2 separate regions of the Triticum aestivum genome follow, and region 1 is linked to region 2. Evidence: chromatin contacts called from public Hi-C data. All regions are on one chromosome and are shown on one strand. Each heading gives the region's core, a stretch centred on a gene start, on an enhancer-like site or on the middle of the called end of the contact. The rest is flanking DNA. Distances are from core to core; before and after follow the strand shown.

Region 1 (4,954 bases), core at 321-2,820, 450 kb before region 2:
TGTAGAAATGTTGCAGTTTGAAGAACACATTGTATGTGTCACCCAGACACACATACGTGGGATAATGACACATATCAGTATCATAACCAGTTGCATTTTTCAAAACTGCAAACATTTCAGTTGGGTTGATCTAATTTCTCTTTAACACAAGTATTGTGATCTTCATCAAATTCCTATTTCATATCCAAACTAAAGAAGTTACATTATCATGCTGGCAAATTGTAGTCATTTAGTAACACACAAAATGCATAGGTGTTCTCCATTTAGATCTTCAAAAATGTCTGAAGTGGCTATATCATCACTTCATAACATCAATCTTTACAAGTCAAACTATTGACTCATATACTTATAATTTTGGTGTGCACACCGAATCAGCAGTGTCCACTACAGTATGCCAGTACGGGAATGCCTTACTAACACCAATTAGCAGCACATCCGCCACAAACACAACTAAGCTTAATCACAGGCATAACTAAGTAGTTTAGAATCCCATTTCTCTAAAATTCCTGTCCCATGAGAACAGAACAGCCAACAGATCAGCATCTAAATACATTTATAAGTAGCCTCATCTGAAGTAGTACCAAACACGTACTCCTACTCAACAACCTATATGTAGCACACATTCTACAGCTCATATGTAGCAAGTGGCACACAAACAGCGAACTGTTCACTGTACTTGCGTACTAAACTGATAAGGCGTCACAATTCACCGAAGCTATAGCAGAAGAAAGATTAATGGCATTGGGATTGAGTGACTTACTACTTCCAGGTGGGCGGGAGCTTCTTGGTGCGCTTGTAGTAGCGAGCGAGGCGGTGGATCCTGCTCTCCACAAGGATGAGCCTGAACTTAGAGTCCTTGTCCTTCCTGTTCCTCTCCAGGTGCTTCCTTATCGCCACCGCCTTCTTGATCAGAAAGTAGAGATCCTCCGGGATCTCTGGCGCCAGCCCTGCGCACCAACACTCACACAATCAATCCACTATCAACACATAGAGCACTCTGAGAAAGACGAGGGGGGATCTAATCTATTTCTCACCATGGGCCTTGAGGATGCGGAGGATCTTGCTCCCGGTGACGCTCTTGACGAGGGGGATGCCGTGCTGGTCACGGAGCAGGACGCCGATCTGCGACGGCATCTGGCCCTTCTTCGCGGCCTTGGTGATTAACTCGTCCACCTGCACACGAGCCCGACGCACGCATCAGCCAGCCATATCACATCGAATCGAGGGGGCGAAGAGAAGGTGAGGCTTCTTCTTACATCGGCGACGGCGGTCTTGACCCAGCTTGGTGGAGTCCTCTTGTACGGCAGCGCTGACGACGAGATGCCCTTCCTGCGTCACAGAGTCGCGGAGACGCCATTAGACCAGAAAATTCACAGGATTGCGGTGGCAGTGCAGGGGGTGAGGATTACCCGCGGCTGTGCATGCGCCCCATGGCTGCGGCTGCTGCGGCGGCGAGGGGAGTGGCGGCGGCGGCGGTGGCGGCGGGAAGGGCGAGAGAGGCGCGAGTGGTGAGAGGATAGAAAAGAGCCTGGTTAGGGTTCTGGGGTTCCACTTATTTGAGGGCTTTCTTATATTTTGGTCCTTCAGGTAATGCCCATTTAGATCCATGATCACGCCGCGTTGCAACGTGGACTGGGCTAGTGTGGGCCTTCAAAACCAGCGTTTTAACAACTGCGGCTCACACATGTGTCCTAGTCCAACAGGGAAGCTTGTGAAAACGATGATTCCTATATCTCGCGTAGGGCGGCGGATAGCAACCAAACGCATAGCTCCTCTCCCACTTATTTGCTTGGTGTCACATAGGGTGAAGTAGAACTGCTTGTATTTTTATGAAGACTCCCCATCTGGTTTTGGGCAGGTTTTCCTTTTTCTCTCTGTTTTTCCTTGTCAGTTTTATCTCGATTTTTCATTTTTGGTTTTTGGTTTTATATTTATATTTTATATTTTTTAAATATATGAACAATTTTTAAAGTTGTGACAATTTTTTAAATTCTAAAGAAATCATGAATATTTTTATGTATTCGCAAACAATCTTCGAAATCTGGAAACAATTCTGAATTTATTTGATTCAGAACATTAAAGAAAAATCATGAACACTTATTGAAATACATGAACATGTTTTCAAAATCATGAACAATTATTTAAATCCAGGAACATTACACAAGGTTGTGAGCATTTTTTTAATTCGGAATTTTTTTAATTCATGAATAGCTTTTGAAATTTGGGAATTTTGAAAATTTCCAAACATTTTTTCAAATCATAAAGATTTTTTGAAATATGGGATATTTTTAAAATCTACAAAGATTTTTTTCAAATTCATATTTTTTGAAATGTTGTGAAAAAAAATATGAGTTTTGGAAAAAGTTGAAATCCTGATTTTTTTTAAGAAGCAAAGAAAACAGAGAAGAAAACACAAAAAATAGGGGAGCCTCGCCCCTCATATGGGCCGACCCAAAACTAGTGCGAAGGAAAGGCGCTCCGTGTTTCCTCTCTATTCCCCACATAAGTCGGGGAAAAGGAGGTCAAGGTGAAAAGGCCACCATTCTGCGTTTTTGAGATGAAATAACATTTTGTTCTAAAAGAAGAGAAGAAATGACATTCACTAAGAAAAAATGGTAGAAAAAGACAGGGTCTTGGGATAAAGACAAACACGAAATTAGGGCTCCTCCTCTAGTCGGCAAAATATTATGCTTGAAGTAAGTGCAATGATAAAAGGCATGTGCGACGAGTGGAAATGGCAAGCACATTAACATTTTTAACATTTGGGACCTAGGAGTGCGCATGCACCCCGTCCAGGATTTCGCTTGGGAACTTTCTTGAAGAAAGCACCATGAAATTACAAGACTCGATAGGTTCGAAAACCTTTTGGGCTATCAATGTAAAGTGTCTCTTGAGCGTCTGACGTCCAGTTATGGCATTGAATCTCACCAAGCCAAGCACCTTTCTTGGTGAAGTCGTCTTACTAACGGATGGTCAACACGGCCGGAGCCGCAATGGTACGGGGGCGACGTGGGACCATTTAGTTTGGGGGTGGGTACTGGTACAGGTACTCAATGCACCAATCCAAATGAAGCTTTTTTCAACTCTCTGCACGGACTAGAACAGTGCATGAGGATTTACATGCTTGGGACCGAGTAACTTTGAAGGGACGAAAAAGGAGAATAAATAAGTTTAAAAATAGTTAGAGAGGTTGAAGCGTGTTCCTATCAATGGGGAATTAGAGAGGTTGAAGCATGTTCCTATCAATGGGGAATCACGTTCGAGGGAGAAGGAAATTTTAGTACTCATGGAAAATCTTTTGGATCAACAAGAAATTTTCTGGTTATAGAGAGGCCGAGCAAACTGGTTGTTAGATGGGGATCGCAATACATCGCTTTTTCATAATGCTGCAACTACCAGGAAAAAAAGGAACAACATTAAGAAACTTCTGGATGATGATCTGAAGGAACATATTATGAGTTACTTCTCCAGTGCTTTTACCTCGGATGTTCTAAACCTAAACCAGCAAGTCTTGTCCCTTGTCCAGAGTAGAGCGATTGTAGACATGAATAATGTTTTGCTTGGCCCTTATACTTTTCATGATGTTCGTAAGGCTCTTTTTTATATTGGAGAATTAAAGGCTCCAGGGACATATGGACTTCATGCTATTTTTTATAAAATATTTTGGCCCATGCTACGGGATGATTTGGTTGATGAGGTCTTGCAAGCGGTGAATACCTGCACAATTCCATCCGGATGGAATGACACTACGATTGTGTTGATCCCTAGGATCAATTCACCAGAGAGAAGGTAACCTAGTTTAGACCTATCAGTCTTTGCAATGTGGTTTATAAAGTTGTCTCCAAAATATTGGTAGCGCGATTGAAAGTTTTGTTGCCTCATATTATTAGTCCCACCCAAAGTGCTTTTGTGCCCGGGAGAATGATTATGGACAATGTTTTAGTGGCCTACGAGAGCTTTTATACTATTAGAAATAAGAGGGAAGGAAAAGAGGGTTTATGCGCGATCAAGCTTGATATGCACAGAGCTTATGACCGAGTTGAATGGCATTTCTTGAAGGGAATTGTGTTAAAACTTGGTTTTCAGGAAGGATGGATAGATCTTATGATGAAATGCGTCTTCACTATTGATTATAGGGTTTGAATTAATGATGAAGAAACTGAAAGTTTCAAGCCTATGAGAGGTTTAAGACAAGGCGATCCATTATCTGCGAAGTATCATTACTTCTGGAGCTCTCAACAGGGAGCCTCTATTTTGATTAGTAGGCCACATTATATTAATGCACACACCAAATTACAGCACACATGGCATCTCTCGGAAGAATTGCACACAGATAGCACATAGGGGTTTACAGGGAGGCACTATTGGATTAGAGTCCCCTAAGCATCACAAAGATACTCACTTATTTTTATGTTTTCATGCATGTAGGTATTGAACATGATCATAATGAATATGATAATTGGTGCACGGGAGGAATATTGCGGAACAATCTACTAGCTAGCAAACTTGGCATGATGGAGGATGGCCTATCTTATTCACCCATCAAGGTGCTTGCTCTAACTTGGCAAGGTTATATTAGTCGCACGTATCTTGCATATGATGTCTTTCATTACTTCTACTTTGTTACACCACCATCTGATTAGTTGACACATCATATATGAGAATATGACATGCCTATCCATTTTATGTACCTATTCCATGTGTCATCATACCATGTTTTTCCAGTCAAGTGTTGTTCTTTCGTAATAGATGTCCAAAAGGAACAGGGTGAGTGCAGATCCTGAAGGAGTACAAACAAAGTATTTGGAAAAGGCAGTGATACCTGATAAATCAGATAGATCACCAGCCCCAGAAAACATGGCCCCAACTGTAGCACACTTTACCCCTACTCCACTGGCCAAAGCCCTATTAGAACTGCAGAGAGCCTAGCATCAGGTACTGTCTATGATATCAA
Region 2 (4,752 bases), core at 1,034-3,533:
ACGAGTATATGAAAAATGTTGAACAAGTATTTAAAAATGTTGAACAAGAATTTGAAAAATGTTGAACAAGTATTTAAAAAAAATATTTGATAGATATTAAAAAATATTGAATGGGCATATGAAAAATGTTGAACAAGAATTTGAAAAATGTTGAACAAGTATTTGAAAATTTTGAATAAGTACTAAAAATGTTGAACAATTATTTTAAAAAATGTTGGATAGGTATTAGAAATGTTGAACGAGTGTATGAAACATGTTGAACAAGAATTGGGAAAATGGTGAACAAGTATTTAAAGTTGTTGAATAAGTATTAAAAATGTTTAACAAATACTTAAAAAATGTGGAAATAGGTATTAAAAATGTTGAACGAGTATATAAAAAATGCTTAACAAGTATTAGAAATGTTGGACAAGTATTTTTTAAAATGTTGAATAACTATTAAAATGTTGAAAAACTATATGAAAAATGTTGAAATAGCATTGGGACGATGTTGAACGTGTATACAAAAAATGTTGGTCACTTGTTACCAAAAATGTTTTTGACATGTATGAAAATATAGAGTGAAAAGGAAAACAAAGATAAGAAAACACAAAAAAGAAAAGAAAAAAGAAAACCAAACAAAAAATGGAGGAAAAAACGGAAAAGAATGAAAGAAATCTGAGAAGAAAGGAAAAAGAATGGCAAAAACGGAGAAGAAAAAAGAAATGGAACAAAAGAAAACAAAAAAAGTAAAAAGAAAAATGGAGAAGACCGGCTCGGTGGCATCTAGTAGATGTGGATCCTAAATTTTTGAATCTATGCGAGCTAAATGGCCCGGCCCAACACGATTCACATCCGACGCAAGGTAGTAGACTATAGCGTTCACGTACTCTGGACGGCTCCAGCCTGGTTTTACGATTTTGGGGACATTCTATAATATTCTTGAACCGTTTTTTTTAGATGTTTTCGCTTTGTTATGGTTTTTTTATTCGTATTTTCTTTTTTCCTCCTTCTCTGTTTCTTTGTCTTTCCTCTTTTTCCTTTCTGTTCCTTTTCTTTTCTCTTTGTGTTTGTTCAAAATTTTCACATACTTTTCAGTAAAAGGTTGGGATTTCAATAAAAAATTCCGTTTCAAAACTTGTTCCCTAATCTCAAAGAAAGTTCTTGTTTCCATATTTTGTTCGGAATATTAAAAAAATGTTCTCATTTTAAAAAATTGTCCACAAATTTCAAAATTTTCTTCATGTTTAAAATTTTGTTTGGGAGTTCAAAAAATGTTTCGGTTCGAATAATTACTTTGCATATTTAAAAAAATGTTCATCTTTTCAAATTTCGTTCCCGAGTTTCAAAATATTTTCGCGTTCCAAATTCTGCTTGGAATTAAAAAAAATGTTCCAGTTTTAAAAAAATGTTTGTGTTTCCAAATTTTGTTTCCAGAGTTTCAAAAAATGTTTGTTATTTCCAAAAAAAATTGGAATTTCGAAAAATATTCCCGTTTTGCAAAAATGTTTGTATTTTCAAATTTTGTTTCCAGAGTTTCCAAAAAAAATTGTGTTTTAAAAAAACTGGAATTTCGAAAAATGTTCACTTTGAAAATATGATCGCTTATTCATTTTCCCAGAGTTTCAAAAAATTGTTCAGTATTTTTCAAAAAATGTTCTTGTTTTCGAAAATGTTTAATTTTTTTTTTGAAAATTTTGTTCACAAATTGAAAAGGTGTTCGCGTTTAACATTTCCCTTTTTCTCAAACAGATGTTTTCCGTTCAAAAATTCAAAAACACTCGGATCTGCGATGGTTCTGGTTCTTAAGTGTTTCGCACAGCCCAGTATTCAGGTACGCCCTTAAGGTTAGTTGGTAATACCAGGCGTTCCGGAGCTGACAAAGTGGTGGTCGAAGATATAAAGGAGGAGAACGCGGCTAGCTATGGAGCGATCATACATGAAATAATAGGCCATTCTACCACTTTTGTTTTAAAAAAATTTATTCATGAGTTTAGGAGCTCAAACTATGAAGCTCACAACTTAGCGAAGCATGCTTTTTTTCTCGGGGATGGTCGCCATGTTTGGTTAGGACACCCTGGTGATCTTCCATCCGTCTGTGTAAACATTGAAACGAATTAATAAAAAGCTTCATGAGGTTGTCTAAAAGAAAGGTGTTCCAGAGCTGGAGCTCCTGCGTTCGATACCTACGGAATGCGACATTTTTTGGACCACAAACTCGCGTTACAGTACACGTTCTCTGTTGATCGCTAGCTTGGGCCGGCCCAGTCGGATATCCGCCTGTGCACGTGGTCGACAAATTGCCGCAAAGGGCGGCAGATAGGAGCTCCCAGACATAGGTGCGCCCGCCGCGCACCACCCTGGTTCGCCGGGACATATGTGGGCGGCCGGCCCATTATTCCCTCCATCTGGTTCGGAAACTTCTAGAAGATTTTCTCTTATTTTTGGGCTGGGTTTCTTTTGTTTTCTCGTAAAAAATTCTTTCTTTAATTCTCTTTTTTCGTTTTTATCTATGTATTTTCAATTTAAATTTAAATTTCACTTTTATTTACGCAATTTGTTTTTGAAAAAATTGGACTTTTTAAAAATTTGAGTAATTTTTCAATTTTGATGAACAACTTTTATAAATTCATGGTGTTTTTTCAATTCATGATTTTTCAAATCCATGAACCTTTTTCCAAACCTGCAAGCTTTCCTCAAGTTCACGAATTGTTTTGTAATCTATGACATTTTTTTTCAAAATCGTGGAACTTTTTAAAATTTTCACGAACTAGCTCTAGTTATCCAGGTTGTGGCGTTTAATTTTGTTCGGGTGGGGGGAAGCATGATACCTCCCCCGCCTAAATTGTTGGAGAAGACCGTTGTGAGGGCAACAAGTACTGATGTTGATGCTTTACTCAAGCTCTCTCGGGAGTTGTTATTTGTGACCACATAGATGACTTCATTGGAGCTACGATGCTAAGGCGCATCAGATGTGGTATCCTACTGAGGCCGCTGCATTGCACGAAGGTTTGAAGATGGACCAACAGTTTCACCATTAACCCATGAGTACCAAAATCATCTCCAACTCCAAGCCCCCGACTCTTTCTTCTTCTGCTTCATAATTCATATAATAGAAGAGAAGGATCAAACCGTCTCGATGCAGTAATATTATTATGTGGATGGATGATATAATAATTGTAGATGCATTGAATCTTAACGTTGTATACTTGACGGTACCCGCTCCTTTTTTATAAAGGATGTCTTTATTAACTAAAAATATAGCATTATAAAAGCATGATGAGCTACATCGACAATCTGACAAAATAGAATACAAAAATGGATGTATCAGCAACAGTAAAGTCATATAGGACCGACAATGCTCCTATGTCGAAAAAGATGGTGGACCAACCCGAAGATTATGGTGGCAGCTCCTGTCCTCTGTAACACTATGCTCCCTAGTTTTAAAGAACCCACATTCAATTGAGGTCTCCAATTGAAATTGTATCACCCGATTTTGACCGGTTCAACAATTTTTCAAAGCCCTTTCATTCAATTCTTTTATACTATACACTATGCTTGCTAACTTTAAGGCCTCACAATTAATCAAGGTCTTCAATTTAGAATTAGGTCACCCGATTTTAACCGGGTCAACAATTTATCAAGGAGCTCTTCCATTCAATTTCTTTTAATTTCATTAGTAGGATGTCCGTGCTACGCCACGGAATTACAAAAGATCAGGTGGAGCATTTTTACTTGAAGGTCAGGAGCCTAGTGAACAACAAAAGATGCACCAAGACGTTGATAAAAGTGATGCTATATCATTGATAGGTACACATTGAGGAAAAAAACGAACATATGGTTTCCAACTAATAAACCCCCACATGAAAAAAAGCATGCTACTTTTCCTCTCAGCAAATGTCATGCATTGTCTTTTCTCTCTTCTTCGTGCATTAACCCCTTCCTTTTCCTCAAGTGTAAATTTTTGCCGATGTGCCCTTGTCGAATTCTGGGCTCCGCAGGCCCTGGATAGATTCGAACTCTGGGGTGCGAGCTAAGAACTCAACCTCCTCGGTCTGCCAACTCGCTGATCCCACGGCCTAGCTCAAAGTACTGAAAGGAAATGGAACAAGGCAGTTTACCCAGGTTTGGGCCACCTTGCGGTGTAAAACCCTACTTCTGCTTTGTGGTGGATTGGCCTCGAGGTGGGCTGAGGATGAACTAGTATAGTGGAAGAACAACCTCAGGAGGTGTGTTCTTGAGCTGGTGAGGGAGAGGATGATCTGAATCATCCATCCCCATCTACGGTGGTGGCTAGGCCCTATTTATAGTGGCCTTGGTCCTCTTCCCCCAAAACGAAGGCGGGAAGGGATCCCACAACGGCCAAATTCAAAGGGAGACAACTAGTACATCTTATCCTGACAAAAGGTAGTCTTCGCCTGCAAAGCTTCTGGTCGTGACGCCGTGGTGGACTCGGCGATGACCTCCGTCCTGCCGTCCTGGAGGTCTTGGTCTTGTTGCATGGAAATGTAAACCTTTGGCTGATTCCTCAGGACTTCGCGCGTGCGCTTGCCTCCTTATTAGCACCAAAGAGGAAACTATTGTGCTACGCTCGCTGGCGCCCGCCTGGCCTTGGTCGTCATGGCTTGTGTCATCCGAACCTCATGAGGTCGAGGCTTGCATAGAGATCTCCGCCCCTCAGGAGCCAGCCTGAGGAGGCCGCTCCTTCTGGGGGTCTTGGCGTGACCCGCCTCGCAAGGCTTGGCCCCTCGCAAGGGTCTTGAGTTGTCGATG

Evidence for each region. A called contact is a pair of places that touch in the nucleus more often than the background predicts.
Region 1: a Hi-C map of leaf shows a contact between it and region 2, with 7 times the contacts expected there. The contact joins the promoter of LOC123167182 here to the enhancer-like site in region 2. A contact is called at or near these places in 2 of 5 Hi-C or Micro-C datasets (both in leaf).

The regions. Positions count from the first base shown.
Region 1 is chr7D:399,198,023-399,202,976 of IWGSC CS RefSeq v2.1, reverse strand. It overlaps LOC123167182 (40S ribosomal protein S13-1), which reads right to left and starts at 1,570. Exons shown (of 5, transcript XM_044585015.1): 1 at 1,410-1,570; 2 at 1,257-1,329; 3 at 1,035-1,173; 4 at 761-947. The coding sequence starts at 1,432.
Region 2 is chr7D:398,744,777-398,749,528 of IWGSC CS RefSeq v2.1, reverse strand. No RefSeq gene overlaps it. Among protein-coding and RNA genes, the nearest start is that of TRNAF-GAA, 140 kb to the right of the region's middle. Within about 2 kb of position 2,283, at least 3 of the 8 cell types and tissues checked have an H3K27ac peak or open chromatin away from gene starts, as enhancers often do. A contact at or near this core is called in leaf, where this site is marked.